Linked DNA regions of Gossypium hirsutum: region 2 is linked to region 1. The links are chromatin contacts, called in public Hi-C maps. All regions are on one chromosome and are shown on one strand. The core of a region is the stretch at or near the end of the contact, and the rest is flanking DNA. Distances in the headings are between cores, read along the strand shown. Region 1 holds the start of LOC107945453 (oxidation resistance protein 1). Region 2 overlaps LOC107945455 (ABC transporter D family member 1).

Region 1 (7,298 bases), core at 3,683-6,182:
CACCCTTTTCTTTGTTTTGGAATAATGTTTGCTTCCTGAAATTGTTAGGAGTACCCAAAGGATTGGAAAATGATTTAAATGGAGTATTACCTCTATTAGAAGACTTTTTACATTGCTGTCTTTCAACTTTAATCGCCATATGCACCATGTCCTCCAACTCAACATAATGCTGTAACTTAAAAACGTTAGAAATTTCAGAGTTTAAACCTGCAAGGAATCATGCCATAGTAGCCTCTCGATCCTCAACAATGTTGGCTCGCATCATGGACACCTCTATCTCCTTGTAGTAGTCTTCTACACTCCTATTTCCCTGTTTTATCGATTGCAATTTCTGGAATAAATCACGATGATAGTGAGAAGGAACAAATCTCTTGCACATGATTTGCTTCATTTCTGCCCAAGTTCTCACGGGACCTTCACCGGTACGTCTTCGACTTATCACTAATTGATCCCACCAGATCAAGGTGTAGTCTGTGAATTCTATCACAACCAAACAAACCTTCTTCTGTTCTGAGTAATTATAACACTCGAAAACATGTTCTACTCGGCTTTCCCAAGCAAGATATGCATCAGGATCTGTTCGTCCCTGAAAAAAAGGTATAACAACTTTTATGTTAGAAATATTATCATCAACTGCGTGTCCTGGTCGTTGATTCACCTTTGGTGAAAGTTCAACGTCATTTTCATCATTCTGTTCATTATGGACAGATTGGGAACCACCCCCATCGATCTTGTCCAAACGAGAATGTATAGGCTCTAATACATTTTCTAACAGATGTTGCAAGGTGCGAGTAAGAGCCTGTATTTGCAAATCTGGTGGCTGATTTTCATCATAAATACGATCTTCCGATCCTGTCATACTTAAACAACACAAAGAATACTGATAAAAAGTTAAGTAAAACAAAAAATAATAAAAGTCCTCACAGTACACTCACAAAACCTCTCGATTTTCACTCCAAAGAACAGTGCACTGAAAATACACTCAGCGCTCATGTTTCACTTGAGAGAATACTTGAATGGCTCTTTTTTGTCTCCTCTTCTATTCTCACAATGCTCAATGCCTTTTTCCACTCGATCACTCGCAATCAGTTCTTTAGGGAACTAACCCGATCCTTCGGACTTGTTAACTATGTCAAACTTACAAGAGAAAGGGAAAAGAAAAAAGTAAAGGTTAAAGAAACAAACAGTTAAAGAAAGATATAGGACTGAGAAAAAAATGAAGAAACGAGGATGACAACAAAAAAGAAAACTCAACAACTTACTACAAAAGAAATGCTTACAACGATCCTATCACCGAATCAAACAAGAAAAGTTGTTTTGGATGATTTTCACGCATTTCAAGTTGTAATTTGAGCATCTTCCAACATGTCACACACAATTCAACACCGTTCTTTTGTAATTTGCACAAAATTTCAAAAACTGATTTTATTATATTTTTTCGATTTTTTTCTTTTTCTTTTAAACTTTGATAATTATATATTTTGTTTGTTTTGTTTGTTTTTTTTTTGGTGCAGAACGTGCTAAAATCCAACCTAAGCTCTGATTACCACTTAATATGGCATTGCTTATCGAAACAACGAACCTTGAAGGATTGCGGATCTAGGATTATAACAAACATCCTTTCTGCAGCATAAACAACACACAAACAAAACAAAAGAAAGGGAACAAAATTCAAAATTGGAGACGAAAAACTCGAAAGAACCTGCACAATAGACTATGCAAACCCGAATCGAATATGTTTCATGTCGAAGGACTTGGACCCTCTAGATAGCAATCTAGGAACCCTAAGTATCAAGGAAATTTTGACACGACAAACTAAGTCTGAAATGTCAAAAAAAAGTTCAATGAAGAACCAAAATTGAGAGAAAATTCTCACAAGTATTTGTTTAATAAAAATCATCTAACCAGATTACATTGTTTGAACATCTATTTATAAGTACAAGGAAGGGGTTGTCGAATTTGAACTTGTGGCTGTAAATAAAGAATTCAAATTTGAATATGAATGAGTTATATCCTCTCTTGGCGCCATCAAATACTAGCCACACATTTAATATGTGTGAAATGTTTTTGAATTCAAACATTTGAACTCTTGTTCTTATCCAAAACGTTTGAAATTCAAACATTTGAACTCTTGTTCTTATCCCTTTGAATTTGGCATCATATGTAGAAAAGAGGGCTGATTTCGGCCACACATGCACACACATGTGTCAAGGCTGTTACGTGTGTTATTTGTATGCTGGGATGCCACCTAGGTTGCCACGTGTGTATGGGACACTCCCCGATACGTAGGACACCTTCCAACTACTTTTGGACTTGTCAGCTAGAGTTGAGCTACTGGAGCTGAAATTGAGCTAGCTGGAAATGTACTGAGCTGAAATGAGATGGAAACAAACTTTCAGAACTATTTCGAGCTGAGAAGAGCTGCACGCACATATTTGAGCTTCAACCAAGCTAGAAATGATGCCTTAAGCTGCTGTCCATTATTGTACCTATATCAAAACATATCAAACTTCCATCAAAGTCTGGTAAATTTAATGGAAAACACAATTACAAGCTGGAACACTTGCAATTCTTATTCTTTAACACACTTACAATTTAGAAACAACTTAGAAACAATACAAATACTATCAACCCAATTGCAGAAACGTACTTAGCATAACATAGACATACTTAAACACTTGAACTAGTAATATAACCGAGATATGTCACATATCAGCATGCAACATGTTATAAAGCCTATGTTCTAAGGCATGAACATGATCGAATGAATTTGGAATCGTAGCACAAGTAGGAACAAGACTTCCCTGAATTTCTTTGCCTTAGAACGGGTAATAGGTCCTAATGGTAAGACCTCCGGATCGGTTTGCCTTGGTGGCGTAAATGTGCTCACATCAGTAGCATTGGGAGCTAAATGCTTCAGTATATAGTAACTTTGTATTTGTTATTTTATGAGTCTAGTTCGTATTATAAATGTACTCATGTGATCTGCAACAGGCAAAGCATATCATTACCGCATTGTCCTACATTAAAATGTCAATTGATAGAGCTTTTCATTTAGAAAATAAGATTGGAGTTCATATCTTAACATGAAATTCTTTCAAGTTTTTCATCTCACAAAGTAAAACACGAACCTAAAATTAGAGCATCAATTTGCACACAAAAAAATGACATGCAAAATTGGTATTATGCAGTGATTTTAACGACCCTAATATTTGGCCCCTAGTAAGACCCTAAATTTGATCGGTCATTGCATTTCCAATGAAAGGGGTTATTTGAAGTTACCATTTTGGGTGCTTATTTGAAACATCTTTTTATTATGAATGAAAACTATGACTTCATCCCAAGTGAGCATTTGGGAGGCAAGCCTCGAAGACATGCTTTGTAGGGTGGAAAAAAAAAGGAAAAGGAAACCAACCATCACTGAAAGGGTCTCAAAGGATTGTTGGATATAACTTGTTGGTGATTACGTAACATGTTTCTAGTGGGTTAATGGCTAGACTGAGACTGAAAGAGAGTGAAGGGAACTATTTTCTTTTTGGGAGAAAACAAAGGGAACACTTTATGTAAATTGAATGATCATTCAGTTTATAATATTTAGGGAGACCCAAATTGTTGATTTGGATGATGCTAGATATCCTTTAGATGGGCAGTGAGATTAAAAGTAGTGATGGTGAGATTAGTCAGTGTAACGGTGAGAATAAAATCAACAGTAGAATAGTGTTTGTATTCAAACACAATTGTAGCAGTGAGATGAAAATAAGAAATGGCTATTGAGGGCATTAGTTTAAAATGGAGTTATAGCTATTAAGGGCATTAGTTTAAAATGGAGTTATATAGGGAAATTATTTAATATACTGTTAGTAGAGTTTTTAGACTCCACAAGCAATATTAGAGGGTTGAAAAGTATCTTATAAGGATATAGTAAAAGATTAAAAAAATATTTTTTTTAAAAAAGACACATATCAATTTTTTAAGACGGCTGGTGCAATAAAAAAGTATATTGTCAATATACTAAATACTCACCCTATAATATAATAAATAATTATTTAAAAGCATTTTATATGAAATATTAAATTACACTTTTGTTAAATAACAATTAAAAATATTAAAACCATTTTATGAATTTTATAAGATTATTTATTTGATGAATTATATATAGAAATATTAAACTATGGTGGGATATGCATTTCTCAATTATTTCACTTTTTTTTACCAAAATTATACAAATTTATTAATTTGCTGAATTTTAGATACAAATGTTTATTACTTTTATTAGAAAAATGAAGATTGTGTGGCTGGGTTATTATTCTTAGAACAAAAGGAGGGTCATAATTGTCAAATAAGAAGCCAATGTTTGTGAAATGCAAGCCAATGAGTTCACTGGAGGTAAAAGGTTCAGTAAAAAAATTCAGTTTCAGTGGATGAAACTCACTCCACTGCTATCATCCAAAGGAAAGATACTTGTGAGATTAAACAAAAAAGGAGTCTAGACAGACCTCGTTGGTGTGAACTGTGCATATCATTGTCCTCGATTCATTGCTTGAGTGACTTCTCCTTTTTTTTCTTTTTGTCCTTTTGGTTTTCATTAAAAAAATAAAAAAATCTTTTAAAAAAATTGAAAGTCAACAACTAAAGATAATTAATTACAATATTAATATCTTCTGTTAATTATATATAATTTTAATTCATATAATAACAAATTTAGTCTTAAATATTTATATATTTTTATCATTTTGATCATAATTCTAAAAATATAATAAATTTAACCTCAACATTTATACACTTATACAAATGTTGTTGATTAAATTTGTTAAATTAAAATTAAATTGATAAAATATATAAACTTTGAGGGATAAATTTATTATTATATAAATTAAAATCATGTAAGAAAATATTAAAATTGTGATCCATTGTTCTTACTTGCTCAATTTCAAAATTAACATAAATTTAGATCTGATTTTATGACACAGGCCATTTTGTTAAATTTGGTTTAAAAAAAAAAGGTTTTTGTATGGAAAAACACAGCCATGGCGACTTGATTTTATGAGACGGGTCAGTTTATTAATTTTGGTAATTAAAAAAAAATTGCTATATGGAAAAACACAGCCCTGGCAACTCCACTGGGGATCAAACCCAGAATCTCTGGTTCCGTAGATCAGCGCCTTATCCATTGGGCAGAAACCAGGCTATCTGCCCATAAGGATTTACTTTAAGCATACTCTTTCTCCTTTGCTCCGGCTACCAAAATGAAAGGGAAAGGAAAGGAAGTGGGTAATATGGTTTCTCCTTTAATATGTGATATTTTATTATTATTTCAATTATGCTGCTTTTGTAGCTGAATTTGGTAGAAGCCAGCCAAAAGAAGTTGTTTTCTTTGTTCTTTTTTTGAGAATATGAATGGAATATAGAATCAGACACCACTCAAATCGACAGACAAAAAAGCTAGGAAGCTGTGGTGTAAAATATCTGTCTTTCGGGGGTGAATTGGATTGGATATTAAAAGGAAGGAAATGGGAATGAAAAAGTCTTTGAGGAACAAAGCTGTTCACTTTGTAACTGATCTTACCACTGGCCTTCTTAACCCCATTTCTGATAAATCCTCCTCGCCTCTCCACCCTCCTCCTGTAAGTCTCTCTCTCTCTCTCTTTGCTTTATCTTGAGAATGCTTCTTCCTCCCCCCCCCACCCCCTCCTTATTTATGCTTTTGAGTGCTTATCACAATTATGATCATCAACGATGATGTTTGCCATTGTTCTTCTGTTTAGTCAACATCCCAAATAATGTTTAATTGTGGGCAGCTTAGATATAGATTTTTCATATGCTTTAGATTGTTTTGATTTTTCATGTTTTCAATGTATTTGATTGGGTTTTGCAAGGTTGCATCTTTTATTTTCCTTCCTAATTATCATTATTGTTTGTTTTCTTCTCTTTTTCCCCTTTCTTTTTTGGGTCTTGGTTAATCATTTCTTGAGATTAGGATTATTGAACTGATTGTGGAAATTCTTTGTTTGAACTTCAGCTATGGTTTAAAAGTTCAGGTTCTATTGTATTGTGATTTGAAACTTATCTCCATTGAAAAAACTTGCATTAAGAATCTCAACCTTGTCAAAGAATAAAAAGGTCTATGACTACTGAGTAGTTAATCTGTTTTGAAGTATTACTAAGTTACTCTGTTGAAAGCCTGCAATCACGTACGATCTTTGTGGTAGGAAAATTTGAGTGAGTCAAAAAGAAGCCAACTAGAGAAAGAGTTAATCAGCAAGGAGGATGGGGATCTAGTTGATGGCCCTGATACGTCTTCTTTTACTGCATTCCTCTGTTCACTGTTGTCTTCTTCGGAATCAGGTCACGATTTGAATCAGGCTGAGCAGAATGATAATCAAGAAGAAACTGGTGATTCATCCGACAACATAATGAAAGAGAATGGTAGAAGGAAAAGCTTACTTTCTAGAGGTAAGCAATCACTTAGAGCTCTTTACCAAGCTACTAGGATCAGTGGAAACAAAAATAAAGACAAGGGCGATTCTGACGTGAAAAGTGACGATGAGGGTGATGCTAAGTTCGATGGGATCGAGATGAGACATATGCAAAATGTTAAGGAGCTTTTGGCTTTGGGAGAACTTCCTGAATCTTCTGAACCGTCATTGCTTCTTACAGAGAAAACAAGAAATGCCCTTTATGCATCACTTCCTGCAATTGTTCAAGGGAGAAAGTGGTTATTGCTCTACAGGTGAATACCGTTGTTTCTCGGTTTCATGGATCGACTTTGGTGTTTCATTTGGATATATAATTTTGCTTATACCGAGAAATAGCTATTTTTCCTTCATTGATATATCTCTGTTGGCCTTCATAGTACATGGAGGCATGGTATATCACTGTCAACATTGTACCGAAGAAGCATGCTCTGGCCTGGTCTCAGTTTGTTGGTAATGGTTAAATGACTTTCTCTTGTTACTTTTTTTTTTTCTTTTTTCTATTCTTTCACAGCATATTTTAAGTCTTCAATGCAGTCATCCTTAATACTTATCTGGAATGTCATTGCCATGGATCCATGGTCCAAGTATTAGTTGGACATGCCTGTATCGTTAACTTAATGAATTTTTATATTCTGAGAACTCATTCTATGTTATGCGGCTATGTCTACTGATCTCTGTATTCTTGAACCCTTTTTCCAATTCATATTCAGTTTTTGCATTTCATCTTTTATACCAATGATGTGTTGACTTCAAATCCAATTGTCTTTTATCTATGCTTGAAGAAGGAATTTCAGAAGCTATAAACATGCTTGATGTCAGATT
Region 2 (6,706 bases), core at 3,233-5,732, 49 kb before region 1:
TAGACTGTAATTAAGTCTGAAATGCTCAAATTTTGATCTTGGCGGTTCACATGAGATTTTATCTGGTCTCCCTTCACTATTAATTAAGAATGCCATAACACTTTAGAAAGCGTGGTAGAATGACAAATAATTTATTGTGTGATGGTGAGGTAAAAATTTATTTCTTCATTGACCTCTTGGAAAACAATGAACTGAAACTGTCTATGTTTTTGGGAATTCTGAACATGTAAAATTTCAGGTAAAAAGCCAGTGGACAGTGCCAGCGTTCTTGATGCACGTTTGAAAACCATTCTTGAAAATGTTCGATTGAATTATCTTTTAGAACGGGAGGAAGGTGGTTGGGATGCTAATCTCAATTGGGAAGACATCCTATCGCTCGGAGAACAGCAGAGATTAGGCATGGTGAGTCAAGCTAACTTCAACACTTTTCAGACTAGAATATTTTACTTTTCATTCCCGGCAGAGTTCTGTTATTTTGATATCAAACTTTCTGTTTTACCAGGCAAGGTTGTTCTTCCACACGCCTAAATTTGGAATCCTTGACGAGTGTACAAAGTATGTAACTAATCACTATGCATTCTTTTAAAAAACCAGTAACTAGTTGTCTAATTTACCTTGGTATTCTTCCAATGGCAGTGCCACGAGTGTTGATGTTGAGGAGCAACTTTATAGACTGGCAAAAGATTTGGGTATTACTGTTATTACCTCATCACAGGCAAGTAGTTCGATCAGATAGTTAATTAGAGACAAGCATGCAACTAGTTATTTTCAGAATTTGACAAATAATAGAACACTTGGGATGCTCTTCTTGATTTTGTCATTGTCTGCTGCAGCACTTCCTGAAGCAAATAGCAACATAACTAGTTCCTTTCTAATTTAAAATTTAAAATTTAAACCATTTCTTTTGTAATTTATTGTGATTCCTCAGCGACCAGCTCTAATACCATTCCATGCTTTGGAGTTACGACTTGTTGATGGCGAGGGTAAGTGGGAGCTTCGTTCAATCAAGCAATGATGGTGCAATGACAAGCTCTTTGTTTGTGCTCCGTATGATGCGGGGGGACAAGTTATCAGTTGACATATAGTTATAGGCAGGATAAATTTGTTATCATGCTGCGAACAATGGGTAAGCCAAAGGTATGGTGGTAGTGATAATTCTGAGTTCTTTAATGGTATTGGAATACCACAGGCTTTGCGGTATTGGCTGGATTCAGAAAGGGGAATCAAATTAGAACAGATTATTTTTAGTCAAGAATTAGTAAAAGAGAACAATCAAAGTAAAATCTTAATTTTATAATCTATGTGAGCATAAAGAAAAATAATGTACAGGTTTTTCGTTCCCTCCCCCATTTTTACCCTCTCTTATGGGATTCATGTTGTAAGAATTGACGCCTTAATTATTCTTGCCTAAAGAATAAGATACAAGGGAATAGATTATTTACATTTTTTTTTTATCTATTATCTTTATTTGATACGCGAACGGAGTCAAAAAGCCGTAGTAATGTGTTATTTTGTAAATATCAATTAAAGTGCAGCTCTTTAATATTAATTATTTATGGCATCTTGTGTGTGATAATTTATTTCACTAATTTAGTAATAATTTAGAAACAAATAATTGAAGTTTCCAAAAACAATTGGATTTTATAAATATTTGATTTTATGATATGAATTAAATAGAAAAGATATATCATGCATGCAATTGTTTTCCTTATCTCTGTTCTGTAGTCTATATTTTAGCTTCCTCTTTTCACTGTATTCAATTTTTAAATCAAGTTTTTCCATCCATTAAGTTTTTTATGTTCTCAGCACAGAGATTGATTTGTTTTTTTCCTCGTCGAGAAGTTAATCAGCATCTAAATTAGTGTAAAATTAGATTGATGTTTTAATAATTTATTTATTGAATATATTAATATAATTGTATTTCTCAAATCAATCTATTTTTATCATGCAAATTTAAAATCTTTTATTAAATTGACGGTTGAAAGTAAATTATATTAAATATTTTTTTATTCACAACTTGAGATTAGTGATGAGCAAAATTCGATTCAATTCAAAAAAAAAATTTGAAATCTGAGTTAAATGAATCGAGTTATTTAAGTTATTCGAGTTAACTTTTTTTTTTTAATTTTGAGTTCAAATTGAGTTTAATGTTGAAATTTGAATAACTCAAATAATTCGGCGAATTATGATTATTGCGTCACATTCCCAAAGAACAAAATTAAGTTGCAGATTGTATGGCAAAATAAGCTTTATCCTCTAGAGTTTATTTGCAATTTTTAGAATTTCCCCCTGTTATGGTCCAAAATTTCTTAGAATTGGAACAATCTAGGAGTTTTTTCTTAAACCTTTCGGATGAAATTAATTAGTTATTCCTGTTTGTCTTCAATAAAACAAAAATAATTTGAATAAACTAAATATCAACTTATAATATTTTACATTTTTACCACAAATCTCCAAACATTTTTACTTTTCCCTTAATACTGTTACTCCTTCTCACTTTTCCCCCATAGCTTTTACTCCCCTCCCATCCCACCTCTCATCTACTCCAAACCCATTTTCCCCCAATTTTTTTTTAATATTTTCCCCCTAAACTTTTACTTTTCACCCTTTACCCTTAAATAAAAAATTATCTAAAAAAATCCTTAAACCTAAATAGTAATAATTTTATTTATATCTACTATTTATATTATTAAATTAAATTTCACATTTTGTACTATTTTTATTATTGAATTGTTTAATCATATTAAATCTTTATAAATTTATGTTAAAATTAAATTATTGATGATGTCATAAAATATTTGTGTTAACATTTTATGTTGGTATTAATTTCACATTTTATCTTTAAAGTAAATTTTATTAAAAAATCACATTTTTTATATTTAATATATTTTTTAATTTCAAAATACATAGTGACAAAAATCAAAATATAATTGAAGCAACTAAGCAAGCAAAGAAGCTAACCCATATATAAAATATTAATAAATAAATTATGAGAAGATGAAACTTAATAACAAATCTGATTATAGTGGGTGACAATGGTTACAAAGATTCAAATTCTTTTTTTTTTAATTTAACTTGAACAAATATATTCAATTCAATTCGAATTCCATTTCACTTGACTTGATTCGAGAAAATTTCAAATCAAGTTAGGATGATAAAATAGGATTCTTCAACTCGATTAACTCGAAATTTTTTCATCGATTCGATCAATTGCTCACCCATTCTTGAGATGCATGATTTATTTAAGTATAATATTACAATAACACGGTCAAATTATTAAAATATCAATCGTACAAAAAGTAAAGTATAAAATTATTTTAATTTTATATTAGTATGAGTAGGGATGAGCATTCGATCGAATCGAGTGAAGAAATTTTGAGTTAATCAAGTTGACAAGTCTTATTTTATCATCTTAACTCGATTTGAAATTTTTCCGAATCAAGTCGAGTGAAATGAAATTCGAGTCGAATCGAATCAAGTGAAATTATTCAAGTTAAATTAAAAAGTTAAACATGTCAAATTAAAATCTTGTTACAGTATAACTAATTCCATGTTGGAGCACAAAAATTTGAAACCATATATATTTGACAAAAAATTCAAAGCAAAATAATAATAATAAATATTTTAATATAATAAATTAGAATCATTAATTAACTTATTTAGGTCCCAAAATTATTGTTCTAGAAAGTTTTTAACTTTCTTTATATATTTTTTAGGATTTTTTAAAAAAAATTAGAATTTTTTAAAAAATATAAATTTTGGAATTTTTATAAATGTTTTGAATTTTCAAAGTTATTTTGAATTTATGAAAATTATTTTGAATTATTTTGTAATTTTCACTAAAGGACCAATTTGCTCATTTTCAAACTTAACAGGGATCAAAAAAGTATTTATACAAATATGTTATTCGAATTATTTGAGTTATTCGAATTGTAAAATTTAACTAATTCCAACTCGAAACTCGAATTACTTATTCGAGTTGACTCGAATAATTCAAATAACTCAATTCGATTTTTTTTCGAATCAAATCGAATTTTACTCCCCTAACTATAACCTTTATAAATATTGCATATATAAATACGTATCTAATTTGTTGATTGAACCGTTGACGGAAAATAAAGGATTTGTGTTTCAGTTTTTAGTTCAAGAATATATTTGTACTTCAATTTTAACACAAAGTAACTGATATAAATATTTCTGAAAATTTTTTTTAAAAAAAAAAGGAAAACACCCAGAGAAAGCTGATATTTTTAAACTCACCCCATGAATATAATCGTCTTTACAAACTAAACTAATCCGTGGGTGTATATTATTTCCATCTCACTTGTCGTAATTGTATTATTATAGCAATGAATTCTTTTACCTTGAAATAATGAACAAGAATGAGAAACACAAATTTCTGATTGATTACACAAACTGATTTGATAATCGCTGCTGACTACACCCTACCCAAAACGCCCCGTTTCACTTACTCAATATGTCCCGTTTCATTTCATTCATTCTAAACGCCGTCATCTCATAATCTTTGAATCTTGCCCCGTAACAATGAATTCTTGGAAAGTGAAGGAAAAGTAACCCAAATTTATTATCAGGTTCATTTTCTTGAAAAACAAAATATAAAAGAACTGGATTTTGAGAAATGAAAATAAAAATATGTTAAAAACACAAAAAAATATTTCAATGTTTTACTTAAAAAAAAACTTTGCAAAATTAATTTACAACCCAAATTTTGCCCGGGGCCCAGATTAAACAAAATCCACAGTCCATTACAAAATTTAAACACAAATCAGCAAGCCCAACAAGCCCAAAATCACCCCAGCCCAACAAACCAAGTCAAACTAGGGTTTCAGAAAAGCTAAACCCTAGCCCTTCTGACGCTTGCCGCCGCAGCCACCTGCCTTCTACCACCGTGTTGCGAGACAAAAAAATTAGCAGGTCTTGTCAAGCATATACGGAGCGTTTTATGAATTAATGATACGGGGCGTTTTGGAGTATAACAGAACTTGGCCACGTCATTACGTTGTAACTTTTTTTAATTCTGCATGTTTTGCATGGTACCGATCATTGAGGAAATACAACAAAATTTTCTTTCTCTGCGTTCTCTCTTCTTCCTTCCTTCTTCCCTTCTATTTCTCTTCTTCAAATTATTCTGCAACAAAGGTATCAGAGCCTCTACGATCCCTTAAGATGACTGGTGATGGAGTATCTACTAGGCTACAGAAGGAAGTGGGCAGTTTACAACAGGAGATTTCAAAATTCCATGAGGAAATCGCTCGGGTGGAAGCAAAGTTGGAGCATCGGCTGCAGGATCTTAAATCGGAGTTGCAAGGAGATCTTCAAGCGCTGCTAGGTCAGTACTTTGGGCCCCCTCCGATAGGATCGTCGGCGAATGCTTCAGGGGATAAGGGCAAAGGGGTGTTGGGGGCTCCGCCTGGTTTCGTACCTAAGAACACGGAGTTACCCCAGATGCCAACAAATGGAGGCAGTGTACAGATGAAGGATTCTTCATTTGCGACTGGAGGTTCGGTGAATCATAGCCGATTGGAATGTCCCAAGTTCGATGGAACCGATTTTCGGGGTTGGTGGACCAAGTTGGAGCAGTATTTCAAAGCAGAGGAGGTACCGGACGTTAGCAAGGTTCGTTTGGTAATGCTGAACTTGGAAGGGCGAGCGTTGGAGTGGCATCATTTCTATTCTCAACAAAATGGTGGCCTGTAGATGCTGTCCTGGTCGCCATGCATCAAGAGTCTCCAGGATCATTTTGGTTGTGGATCTTTCGGGGATCCTATGAGAGAGTTGGTCAATCTGAAACAGCAAGGTACGGTTGAGCAGTTCCAAGATCTCTTTGTGGGGTTACTTAATCAATTGCATTTGCCTGAAAAGTATGCTCTTAGTATATTTCTAGGGAATTTGAAAACTGAAATAGGCCACTATTTAGATCTTTTCGCACCATCGACGTTAATGGAAGCCTTTCAATTAGCTAAAAAAATTGAAATATTAGTTTCCCACTCTAGGAAAGGGCCTTCGACATTGGGAGTTAATTTAACCAGAAATGTTAGCAGTCCTCCGGCTATATCGAGGCACTCTATTTTTTTCACAAAATCAGGGAGCAATGGTCAGGCGAGTACTAAGGTTTCATCCATGAATTCGGGGACTAGGAACATCTCTCCAGCATTGATAGCGGAAAGGAAGCAGAAGGGCCTATGTTATTGGTGTGGGGCTAAATATCAGGCGGGTCACAAGTGCATGAGATCGCAACTTTATCAAGTTTTATTGGAACCTTATTCGGAGTGAGAGAGCAAGGAGTTCCATGAATGTGCTGACAAGTTGGAAGAAAATGAGAATGATGGTGAGGGTATCAAAGCTCCTATCATTTCACTAAATTCTTTAACAGGGATGCAAGGGCATAATACGATGAGGATGGTTGCTAAAATGGGAACTCAGTGGGCCATTATTCTAGTCGATTCCGGAAGTACCCACAATTTTATAGACTCAAAATTGGTTCATAGGTTGTTTATACCAGTGGGACGACAAGAACAATTGAGAGTTTCTATGGCGAATGGGAGCTGCTTGTTTACTAGAGGTTTGTGTAAAGGGGTTACATGGGAAGTGCAGCAACATAAGTTTACCATGGACTTCATGGTGTTAGCCTTGAAAGGATGTGATATGGTATTGGGGGTGCAATGGTTATTAACTCTTGGGGATA

The links. A called contact is a pair of places that touch in the nucleus more often than the background predicts.
Region 2: a Hi-C map of leaf shows a contact between it and region 1, with 2.2 times the contacts expected there. The contact joins the enhancer-like site here to the promoter of LOC107945453 in region 1. A contact is called at or near these places in 5 of 34 Hi-C or Micro-C datasets (anther, hypocotyl and leaf).

Annotation. Positions count from the first base shown.
Region 1 is chrD12:16,065,520-16,072,817 of Gossypium_hirsutum_v2.1, reverse strand. LOC107945453 (oxidation resistance protein 1) reads left to right here and starts at 4,932. Exons shown (of 8, transcript XM_016879470.2): 1 at 4,932-5,624; 2 at 6,210-6,730; 3 at 6,854-6,926. The coding sequence starts at 5,511.
Region 2 is chrD12:16,114,762-16,121,467 of Gossypium_hirsutum_v2.1, reverse strand. It overlaps LOC107945455 (ABC transporter D family member 1), which reads left to right. Exons shown (of 26, transcript XM_041108527.1): 23 at 239-402; 24 at 503-555; 25 at 637-715; 26 at 929-1,441. The coding sequence ends at 1,015. Among protein-coding and RNA genes, the nearest start is that of LOC107945455, 23 kb to the left of the region's middle. Within about 2 kb of position 4,482, at least 1 of the 9 cell types and tissues checked has an H3K27ac peak or open chromatin away from gene starts, as enhancers often do. A contact at or near this core is called in leaf, where this site is marked.